2 separate regions of the Sus scrofa genome follow, and region 2 is linked to region 1. The links are chromatin contacts, called in public HiChIP or PLAC-seq maps. All regions are on one chromosome and are shown on one strand. The core of a region is the stretch at or near the end of the contact, and the rest is flanking DNA. Distances in the headings are between cores, read along the strand shown. Region 1 holds the start of S100A10 (S100 calcium binding protein A10). Region 2 holds the start of THEM5 (acyl-coenzyme A thioesterase THEM5).

The links. HiChIP or PLAC-seq counts read pairs in DNA pulled down with a chosen protein or histone mark.
Region 2: a contact with region 1 is called in an H3K27ac HiChIP or PLAC-seq map of skeletal muscle. The contact joins the promoter of THEM5 here to the promoter of S100A10 in region 1. A contact is called at or near these places in 2 of 5 promoter capture datasets (liver and skeletal muscle), 32 of 47 Hi-C or Micro-C datasets (adipocytes, adipose tissue, alveolar macrophages and 16 more) and 2 of 2 datasets of contacts at active chromatin or transcription factors (alveolar macrophages and skeletal muscle).

What each region holds. Positions count from the first base shown.
Region 1 is chr4:97,267,142-97,272,729 of Sscrofa11.1, forward strand. It overlaps S100A10 (S100 calcium binding protein A10), which reads left to right and starts at 1,939. Exons shown (of 2, transcript NM_001291924.1): 1 at 1,939-2,091; 2 at 4,953-5,152. The coding sequence starts at 1,960. The coding sequence ends at 5,114.
Region 2 is chr4:97,315,550-97,321,530 of Sscrofa11.1, forward strand. It overlaps THEM5 (acyl-coenzyme A thioesterase THEM5), which reads left to right and starts at 4,030. Exons shown (of 8, transcript XM_021089841.1): 1 at 4,030-4,143. LOC110260323 (a long non-coding RNA gene) reads right to left here and starts at 3,873. Exons shown (of 4, transcript XR_002343437.1): 1 at 3,634-3,873; 2 at 2,174-2,314.

The sequences.
Region 1 (5,588 bases), core at 689-3,188:
GGACTCTGCCACTTGAGCTAGAGGTATTTTTAAACCTCTGTGGTGGCTGACTGCTTTCCTAGTTATTCAGAACTGGGGTGGGACGCCACACAGCCTTCTCCCATAGGTGATTTATTCAGCTCAGATCTCTTAAGTTGCTGTACTTCCAGAGCCAATCTCGGCCACTGCCATCTGAAGCCCACTGCCATCTGAAGCCAGATCCTGACTGTGTCAGAAGAAAGGAGAAAAGGTGTGGTTCCCCTGGAATTCATCCCACAGTGGACCTTGAATTTTTTGCTCTCTCCAAGAGACCTGCCTGCCAGATGAATCATGCCAGATTCTGGTTTATAACATTCTCTAGAGTAGCACATTCTTTGGCATGCTGATTCCTGTACTTTTCTGGGGATTAAGGGGTAGAACTTTTGACATGTACTTGCTCAATCCTTGTGTTCACCAACTCCACCCTCTTCCCCCATAAAAGATAGTATTCAGGGATATGTTACACACGCATATGTCAGCAGCAGAAACCAGGCTGAAACCACGTCTCTGGTTCCTGTATCAACCCTTCAGGGGAAGATGCCAGACTTTCCTTCAACCTCTGTTCAAAACCTATTCTTATCTTTTTTTTTTCCCACGGTATATATTACAGTCTCTATTCAAGTTCATCTGTTTCTTATCCTGGAGTGATTTTAGGTGCTGTTAACTAAAGCTACTCTGTTCTGGCCAAAGCCTGCCTTCCAATTAAGCAAAATTCAGTGGGCTCCTGTTGGGTACCAAGTGTATGTCTTGATTAGACACATGTCCTCAGATTATTATACCTGAATATAACAATCTGACATCTCCTTTATCTTTTTATTTAATTAATTTATTTATTTAGGCCGCATCCCTGGCATATGGAAGCCCCCAGGCCAGGGATCAAACCCAAACTGCAGTAGTGGCAATGCCAGATCCTTAACCCACTGCACCACAAAAGAACTCCTTTCTTTAACTATTCACAATGAAAAGCTCTTGCTCTCCCACTGCACCCCAGACGGTGAGAGTAGGTCTTTTGTCTAGTGCTGCCAAGGATATATCAGATCCCCAAAGGAATTAGGATGGATATACTATTACCTGTTCTTTTTCAAGAAAGTAGATAATGGGCTTTGGGTAGCTTTATTTGAGGAGGGCAACTGCAACTCACTACCAAAGATGCAGATGTTTGTTAGAATCTATAGCAAGTTCAGAACTTTTAGTAAAGAATACATACTCAGCATATGAAAGTCATTTGTAAGCAGATTTCTTAAGCATAGACTTAAACTAAACTAAGTTACTTAATTCAGCTTTTGGAGAATTGAAGTTTTCGTATTAACCAAGCTTGACTGTGCGAGTTGTTGGTATTCAGCTATATCTGAGTCCCATTTACCGGTGCCAAGAGAAATGATGAAACATCTCTCAGTAGGAGCTTTGTCAGTTAAAAAGAGGGGCACTGATCTTGCTTTTCCAAATGATTAGAATTTTTATTCTTCATTGGGTGATTTGTGCAGTTAACAGGCAACTAGATCAATCCCTCCTTCAGAGCAGCAGTACCTAAAGTGCCTATTTCCATCAGCAGGAGACCCCAAACCTGGGATGAATTGGTCCTGATGTATTCATTGAATTTTACAGTTAAAAAGGATGGACTGGATGAGCAAATTGCCCTCTTCCAATCATTCTCAAAAGACTGGTAAATCATGTGGTTTAAAAGTTAATGTAGGAGTTCCCGCTGTGGTGCAATGGGATAAGCTGCATCTTGGGAGCTCTGGGATGTAGGTTCGTTCCTGGGCTTGGCACAGTAGGTTAAGGATCTGGTGTTGCCACAGCTGTGGCTTAGGTGGCAGCTATAGCTCAGATCTGATCCCTGGCCTGGGAACTCCATATACCACAGGGCAGCCAAAAAAGGGGGAAAAAATGTAAATTCTGTCGCTTCACATCCTTTAATAGGTTTCAACAGACCTCACGAAAATGCCGTCTCAAATGGAACATGCCATGGAAACCATGATGTTCACATTTCACAAATTTGCTGGGGATAAAGGCTACCTAACAAAGGAGGACCTGAGAGTACTCATGGAAAAGGAGTTCCCGGGATTTTTGGAAGTAAGTATTGAAAGGCTCAGAGAGAACCAGACATAGAAATCAGTGCTTCTGGGCCCTGGTTCCTGTCCCTTCCTCTTTCCAGCCCTTCCCGGGGGAAGTCAGTGCTAGAAAGGTGTTTTCATTCATTTATTGATTAAATATACTGAGTGCCTACTGTTTGTAAGACAGTGGGGTTGGAAACAGAAAGTAAAGAAGACACTGCCTCTGCCCTCAAGGAGCTTTCAGTTTGGAGGTGAAATGAGACTACACACAAATCACCACAGTTTGAGGTGTTAGAGCGACTTTATCTGGAGTCATCTGCCTCCATAGAGACAGAGTTGCAGGAAAAAAGGCCTTGCACCAGGGAGTAATCAACCAGGGTGCCTGGCTGTCCTCAGGCTGTCCTTTGAGCAGCTTGAATCTCCTTTCTTAAATCCCTTCAGATAAAGGCTTTAAAATTCTTTTTTCGAGCTCTACTATAAGGGAATGGTGTGAAATTTACTAAATGAGAGCCAGGCATTGCTCAAGAAATAACTGCTTTTCCCACTGAAAAGGCTGTGTGAACATAGGAGAACAGTTTGGGTTTATGCCTCACCTCTGACAGCCTGAGAGGGATCAGTGAAGGAAGAGGATCTCCCATCAGCTCAGATACATCATTCAGGACATCAGGCCACAAAGCACAGTAGTTCTTTTATACTGCAGGCCCTGGAGAGATGGTTACTGCATTTCACTGAAAGTGAAACATTGCCTAACAAAATAGTAGATTGAAATGCAAGCCCTTCTCTCGCTGCCACAGTCAGAGGTGCTTGAAGCATCACTGTGCTTGGTGTGGAATATTGCATTACCTCTAAAGGGTGGAGGGAGGTGATGGTTAAAGGCAGGGTCCTTTCTCTTGTCATCTGCCTGGTAAATGGCATTAGTCAAGCCTCTGACTCCTGACTCAGTAAACATAGGGTTTTGTAGTACATAATGATTCGCATGTCATCAGTACCAGTCAAACAGATATAAATAGCTTAACTAGCTTCTCAGAGCTGCAGTTACCACAATGCTCTCCCAGAATGAGTTCGAGGATACTGTTGCTCTGCTTTTGTTGAGTTCTGTGATATAGCCCCAGACCAGGAATTAGATGATCTGGCTCTGCCCGAACTAATATCAGGCAGGTTGCTTCAGTTTTCTGGGCCTCAGTTCCCTCCTCTGTAAAATGAGAGGGCTGGACGTGATTACCTCCAAGATCACTTTCACGTTCTGTGACCCTTCCAGGCAGGCATTAAATTCAAGGACAAAATGTGCTTATTGTAAAGCTTCCCACCACACAAACAAAGGCACTCTGGGTCTATTCCTAAATACTCAGGAGTTAGAAGCCAGGATGACCATCACATGAGACAAAGACCCTTCCTCCTAAAGGCTCTGTGGCTTGATAAATTCAAGTGTTCAGCAATGAGTACTAAACATGGCAGTTTAATTTATTCAAGGATGGGGTCATAATTCCAGGCACATCCACACTCGCTGCATTGACAGAGCATTATGTCATCCAGATTTCACTCCTTCTGATCTCAGCCAGGAAACTGGGGTCGAGGCCAGAATTAACTGAAACCCACCAAAAGCAGAGGCAGCTGTATAGACAGGTTGGAGTTGATTTCTTAGGGCATGTGGGAAATGCTGCTGCTTCACCTTAAGGGATTTCTGAGTGCAGTTTATAAACATCCAGCACACTGGAGACACTGAGTGTCTATTCCCTCCCTCACATATACGAGTCCGTGGAATTCATAAATACTTTACCTGAGCCCTTTAACACCGGTAAAGGGCCATATCTCCTTCTGGTTGACGGCATGGACCCTGCAGGAGAAACCACCCTTTCCCACTTCTAAGCACCATCACTACAGAAAGGAGCGATCAAGTCAATCACAATGAAAGCAGGATAAAAGAAAAAACAAAGGGGATCTTGCCTGTCCATCCCAGTTCCATGCACTGGCATTAAGAGTCATGGGGAGTTTAGGATTCCATTACATATATTGCTTTTGAAGTACATTCAATGTAAAAACATCCAGCAAAGAGTACAGGATGGCATAGACGGGCCAACGCATTAAGAATAGAAGCAATCTTAGAGACACTCTGGTCCTACTTCAATTCTTAGCTGTTATACAAAGGCCCACCAAAGCTATGTGACTTACTTAAGGTCACCTGGCTAATGTGATGTGAAGCCACACTAGGTTGGCCTCAGATGTGCCAAGAAATGAGGACCATCTGCCTACCCTCTTTAAACCTAACACGCCCCATGGTATCACAAGTGCCTCTTTAAAACCCATAGAACAATGATCTAAAACTTAACTCTCTAAATAATCACATGAGGTCTTTTATAAGGAGTTTTCTTTGTCAAGGACTTGATCATGCTATTGGAAATAAAAGTTTGTTAAGAGACTTTAAACTACAAAATAGGGAGTTTGGAGTACTGCTTAGGCAGAATCTTATTATTTTGAAAACTGTATTAACAATTGGACTATAAGGAAAGCAAATCAGAAGACTATGCTGGATTCTAAGAGGACTGAGAATTCAAAGTTGGGGGGGGTCTCCCTTCTCTGGCATTGAACCTCCTCTTTCTAGAAATATGCTGTTTCTAAAGTCCCTGAGTTATTTAAAAGAAAGCCATGAAACCCTCTCTCCTAGCCTGAAATAAATATGAATTTACAGAAATGCTCCCTCAAAGGGAAAACATACATTTAGATGACCTCCAAAAATCACTTATGACCTAAAGCAAGATTTCAAATCATTAGATTTTATATATAGTTGTCAGCCATACACATCACAAGAAGCTCATTGTTGCAACCACTGATTGATACTACTTGCCTCTGTTCTTTTTTTTTTTTTTTTTTTTTTTTTTTCAGAATCAAAAAGACCCTCTGGCTGTGGACAAAATAATGAAGGACCTGGACCAGTGCCGAGATGGGAAAGTGGGCTTCCAGAGCTTCTTTTCGCTAATCGCTGGGCTCACCATCGCATGCAATGACTATTTTGTTGTACACATGAAGCAGAAGGGAAAGAAGTAGGCAGCACTGAGCAATCATGCCGCCCTGATAAGAATTCTCACAAAGGGTCGCTTAAGGAATCTGCCCCCCCCCAGCTTCCCCCTGTATAAGGATTTCCTGAGCAGACTGGGACCCTTAGAAAGTGTACAAATAAAACCCAACTCTGCTTTGAGAAGCAGAGAAAGACAAGTCAATTAAACCCAGATAAGCTTTTGATTTTTATATTGCTTGCATCCTCTTACCCTCAATAAACAAATTTCCTTTTTTAGTTCTGAATTTGAAACAGAATGTTTGTTTGCTTCTTCAGAAATGCTTGTTTCCTGCTTTGTTTTACAAAGAGCCCCCATACCTTGGGCATCTAGCATGAGGCGGAGCTCTTTCCACAGACCCTGCAAACTGGGAGAGCACAGTCTACCAAGGCTTGCAGTCTAATCTCGAAATTGAGCTGCCTGCCCTGTAGCTGTGTCTAGCTGAAGGACAAAAATGCCAAGGATT
Region 2 (5,981 bases), core at 2,780-5,279, 50 kb after region 1:
CCTACTCATTCCTCTGGGCGCTCCCGTTTGGCCTCCAGCCTCACTTCACCTAAACAGCTCTTGCTGACGTCTCTAATATGTTCTGTGTCATTAAGTCAAAGGACATTTTCAGGTCTCTCTCGAGATCGTGCCTTTTCTATTTGCTCACTGGACATCTCCACAGGAATCTCTAAAATGGAGCTCTTTTTTCTCCCCTCTTGCTCCCAGACACTTCTCCTTCTCCCACTGTGAAGAGTATCTTCCACCATCCCCCACCCAAGCTCAGAAATGGGGTGACATCCTGACTCTTCCTCTCTCCCACACCCCAGGTCTCTTCCACTGCCAAAGCCCTTCACTCACAGCCACCACCACAAAGTCTCCCTGATTCCAACACAACTTTGATAGCCTCCGCCATGACCTTTCTGAAATAATAATCGGATAATGTCACTCCTCTGCTGACAGTCCTCCTTGGCTCCCGTCCCTCAAGACTTAACTCAGATTTCATCACTTAGGGGTGAAGGAACAGGGACAGTGTCACAGGTAATCTATTGTGGCTTTCCTTTCCAAGACTCTTAAGGCATTTGGCTAAGTGTCTAATCCTAAATGGTTTTATACAACTGTAAAGGAAGAATGGCCTACAGGAATCCCACTACAGAACTGGATGTTTCTTTAGTCATATGTGTGCCTTAAACTATGTATTGGTGCAGTGGAAAAGAATCCCACTAGGAACCATGAGGTTGTGGGTTCGATCCCTGGCCTTGCTCAGTGGGTTAAGGATCTGGCGTTGCCGTGATCTGTGGTATAGGTCAAGCAGACACAGCTTGGATCCTGTGTTGCTGTGGTGTAGGCCGGCAGGCGTAGCTCCAAATAGACCCCTAGCCTAGGAACCTCTATATGCCACTGGTGCGGCCCTAAAAAGCCAAAAAAAAAAAAAATGTATTGGGCATTTATAAGTATTTATTTACTTATTTTCCTTTTTGGCCACCCCATAGCATATGGAGTTCCCAGACCAGAGATCAGATCCAAGCCTTAGTTATGACCTAAGCTGCAGCTGCGGCAATGCCAGATCCTTAACTCATTGTGCTGGGCTGGGGACTGAACCTTCGTCCCAGTGCTCCCAAGCGCCAATTCCATTGCACCACAGCGGGAACTCCATTTATAAGTGTGCTTTTTATTACTACTGGCATACCAGGGAAAAAACAAGCTTTCTTAAATGAGAATTCTTTTTTATTTTTTATTTTTTTTTGTCTTTTTGCCATTTCTTGGGCCGCTCCGGCGGCATATGGGAGGTTCCCAGGCCAGGGGTCTAATTGGAGCTGTAGCTGCCAGCCTACGCCAGAGCCACAGCAACTTGGGATCCGAGCCGCGTCTGCGACCTACACCACAGCTCATGGCAACGCCAGATCGTCAACCCACTGAGCAAGGGCAGGGATCGAACCCGCAACCTCATGGTTCCTAGTCGGATCCGTTAACCACTGTGCCAGGACGGGAACTCCCAAATGAGAATTCTTCAAAGGATATTGCTTATCCAGTTTAGCAGACCCTACTCATTACTGGAATCTGTCTAACAGTTTGGTTGGATCTATAAATTCAGGTGTCTTTATAAAATAAATCTTACGGGATCCTGCTGTATAGCACTGGGAACTATGTCTCGTCACTTAGGATGGAACATGAAAATGTGAGAAAAAAGAATGTATTCATGTATGTGTAACTGGATCACCTTGCTGTACAGCAGAAAATTGACAGAACACTGTAAACCAGCTATAATGGAAAAAAATAAAAATCATTATAAATGTAAATAAATAAATAAGTAAATAAATCCTATGGGAGTCTTTAATGATGAATTCAACAAAAGCAAAGTTGAAAAAAACGGGAGTTCCCGTTGTGGCTTAGTGGTAAGGAACCTGACTAGTATCCATGAGGACACAGGTTCAATCCCTGGCCTAGCTCAGTGGGTTAAGGATCCGACATTGCCACGTGCTGTGGTGTAGGTCGCAGATGTGGCTTGGATCTCCCATTGCTGTGGCTGTGGCTCCGATTCGATCCCAAGCCTGGGAATATGCTGCAGGTGTGGCCCTACAAAGCAAAAAATAATTAGACAGTTACAGTTTTTAGTATCACTGCCATGAGCAACACCCATTAACAACGGCTGAGAAATAAAAATAAAATCTGGGTAATAAAAAGAAAGTCTAACCTTTTCCTTTGCGCTTAGTCTAATTTCACTTGCTCATCGGGTGTTGCACGCAAAGGTCTTGCACCTGACCCGTCAGACCAAAATTCCTAGTGGGAAATGGCTGCGCCCACACTTCAATTCAGGAGACGGTGTGCAGAAGCACTGTGGAGAAAGAACACTGCAAGTCAAGAAGGCAGAAGCAACAGGCAGTGTGCAGAGCCCTGCTGCTGGCAGCGCTTTCCTCAGCCTTGAACAGCACAGCTGCGCAGGGCAGTGAGGACCCCACCCCTCCCTGCTGACAAGAACCCTATAAAGCAACCCCACCTTTCACAGAGGATGTGCTTTAGAGCACAAACTCACACCTCTCCAATCTTTGATCAAAGGATCAAGCCTTCCTTTGCTTCTGAACCAAACTCAATTACCTGCTGGCTCCAAGGAGACAGAGCCAAAAGACCCTTGTTGGGGACTGACATGGGAGGGTCAATGTCAATACCTTCATTTTAAAAATATAACCTATTTGGGAGTTCCCGTTGTGGCTCAGCAGCTTACGAACCCAACTAGTTTCCATGAGGATTCTAGTTAGACCTCTGGCCTCGCTCACTGGATTAAGGATTTCAGCGTTGCCATGAACTATGGTGTAGGTCGCAGCCACAGTTCAGCTCCCATGTTGCTGTGGCTGCGGTGTAGGCCGACAGCTGCAACTCTGATTCAACTCCTAATCTGAGAACGTCCATATGTGCAGGTGTGGCCCAAAAAAGGAAATAAATAAATAAATAAAATATAACCTATTTAACTGTAAGTTCACATAATTCAAATTTTAATAATGGTGGGCTTAAGAATTGGCTAGCCAGGGGATTCTCTTGTGACCCAGTAGGTTAAAGATCCAGGGTTGTTCTTGCAAGCAGCTCGGGTCACTGTTGTGGGCAGTTGGATCCCTGGACCGGGGAACAGCAGGCAGGCACAGCCAAAAAAGAAAAAAAGACTTGGCTAGCCAAATTCTTACAGTTTTAACATTCTGCTCACTGGTCAACTTCTGCACATCGCTGGCCTGGGGGCACCTTCTTTGTGTGAGGAATACAAGGTAACCTCAGGTAACTTAACTTCGGGACTACTACTGAAAGAGAAGTTCTTGGCAACAAGTAAAATTTGATATATTCGTTGTCCCAGCAATGAAGAAACAGGGGCAGGTACAGTTGAAGAAGGTAGAAGGTGTTACGTGGTGGGGTGGGAATTTGAGCTCAGATACGTCTCCAAAGCTAAGAGATGAATGCATCCTTCAGGTGTTGCTATGATTTCCACTTGTGTTTGAAACAGCCAGACTTAAGAGCCCTGGGGCGGGGGCGCAGGGCAGAGAAAATAGCTTTTTAAGCGTATAAATGTCCTTTAAGCCCAGAAGGCTCTCTACAAATCAGCCCCAACCTTATCCCACTGGCTTGTCCAAGGCCTCCAAGAAAATATTTACTGGGTGCGCTCCTACCCACCTGAAAGCCTTATGTCTTCTGCGGGCCTGAGAATAACTTGGAAACGGAGAGCACAGAATTCGGCCAGCGTAATAGGGCAATAAGGCCAACGAATCCTCCCTGGGAGCGCTGGGGGCCGCGGGCGGCAGGTACAGTCCAGCCCGCCTTGGCCTCCTTGCCCTCTGCGAGCCCCGGGGTCGCAGCTCCCACGCGCCTCTCTCCAGCCGCCTTCGCGGAGCTTTACAGTTGCCAGGAAAGTGGCTCCTGCGCCGGAGGAGGAAAAAAAGTCCGACGTCCAGCCTGCCTTCAAGCCCCTCCCTCTCACCGCCCTTTGCAGACACGCGCCCACTCCCACCCGCGCCGCCAGGGTCCGCCCTCCGTTCCGCTCCGCTGGGTTAAATGCCTACGCGCGGGCGGGCAGGGGAGGTGGCCTTTGCCGCGATTCAGAGCCGGACGCGCAGTCTGAGCCACGCTGAGGGGCTGCGCCGCGCGCCTGCGTCCGCTCCCGGCCTTGCGCGGCCCCCTGCGCGGGTGAGTCTCCGGCGCCTGGCGGCCAAAGTGGGCAGAAAAGTGGGACTTTCTGTGATAACGGATCTATTTAGACGTTTTCTCAGCCAACTGACCTCTGAATAAAAGCTAACGTCAGCTCCAAAAGGCGTCAATGTGGTCGGGGGTCGCCGGACCTTTCAGCCTTGAGATTCAAACCTTAAGAAACTGGACAGGAGGGTGCTGTTTTAAAGAAGTGTGCAGGATGCTTGAATCAGGTCAACAGGTCAAGGAATAAACTACTAATTCTTTACTAAACTACTAATATTAGTAAAGAAAGGTTGTGACTTAAGCAGGGTCACACAGAAAACACTTGGTGTGTTTGGATCTGAATATGGCTCATAACTATTGCATTATACGCTCAGGAGAAGAGCACGTCTCTTCAAGGATTTAATCCTCGTTCTCTGCTTGTCAAATAATCCTGCCTTCTCCTACCTTTAAAGGTTGGTAAAGTTGGTAAGGTAAAATTTCCTTAGCTTTAAAGGTTTTAACAAGATTAAATGAGATAATGCAAGTGTTTACCAGCAGTTTCTGGTTTTAGTATTACATAAATGTTGCCTGGGGAGTTCTCATGGCTCAGCAGTTAACAAACCCGACTAGTATCCATGAGGACGTGGGTTGGATCCCTGGCCTTGCTCAGTGGGTTAAGGATCTGGCATTGCTGTAAGCTGTGGTGTAGGTCGCAGACGCGGCTCGGATCCCGAGGTGATGTGGCTGTGGTGTAGGCCAGCAGCTACAGCTCCAATTGGACCCCTAGCCTGGGGACCTCCATATGCCGCCTGTATGGCTCCCCCCCCCACAAAAAAAAGACAAAAATAAATGTTGTCTGTTCCAATATCCCTACGTTTTGATCATTGATGTATTCATGAATACATAAATATTAATATTAATTAATCTCTAACAGTATGTTAGGTGTTGGTTACTAATAGTATAAAGATGAATAAGAAACAACCTTTTCCCTCACCGAGCTCACAATTTAGTTTGGGAGAAAGGAATGACAGTATAAATTTTTACAATATATGTATTATGGTAAGTACTGAGAGAACATACAGGTGGAACAGATGTCTTGAGAACTAAAAGCAGTTGTAGGACTTGACTTGTGGCCAAGTGGGCTAAGGTTCTAGCATTGTCATTACTATTGTAGGACTTGACTTGTGGCCAAGTGGGCTAAGGATCTAGCATTGTCATTACTATGGCTTGGGTCACTGCTGTGATTCAGGTCACCGTGGTAGAGACAGGTTGTACCCTGCTCTGATTGCTGCATGCCACAGGTACAGACAAAAAAAACAAAAAAAACATAAGAGTGCAGATTGGTTTTAACCCTATACTGTCTTGCACTTCTGATTTTTTTTTCTTTTTTCTTTTTCTTTTGCTGTGCCCATGGCATGCAGAAGTTACCGGGCCAGGGATTGAACATGCACCACAGCAGCAACCTGAGCCACAGTAGTGACAATGCTTGGACCTTAACCCACTAGGCCACCAGGGAACTCTCCATCGTGCACTTTGGAAAAGAAATTGTCCTGAGTTAATCTCCCAACAAAGATAAACTAGTTTCTTATGTTAATATTTGGTAATCTGTGTTGAGAATATTTAATAGTACTTTCGTACTTTATAAATCACGCTTTTGATTCAGTAACTTAATCTTAAAAGCAGACACATTTAAAAAGTTGTAATTTAGCAAGTCCCACTTGAAAAATATATAATCAACGATCAAGCAAGACCTTTCTTCTATTCAGGGCAACAGAAAGTAATGATTATCCCTAACCTTTATCCCTCATACCCAAAGTCTGTACTGTGAGTTTACAGGCACCTTTATTTCAAGT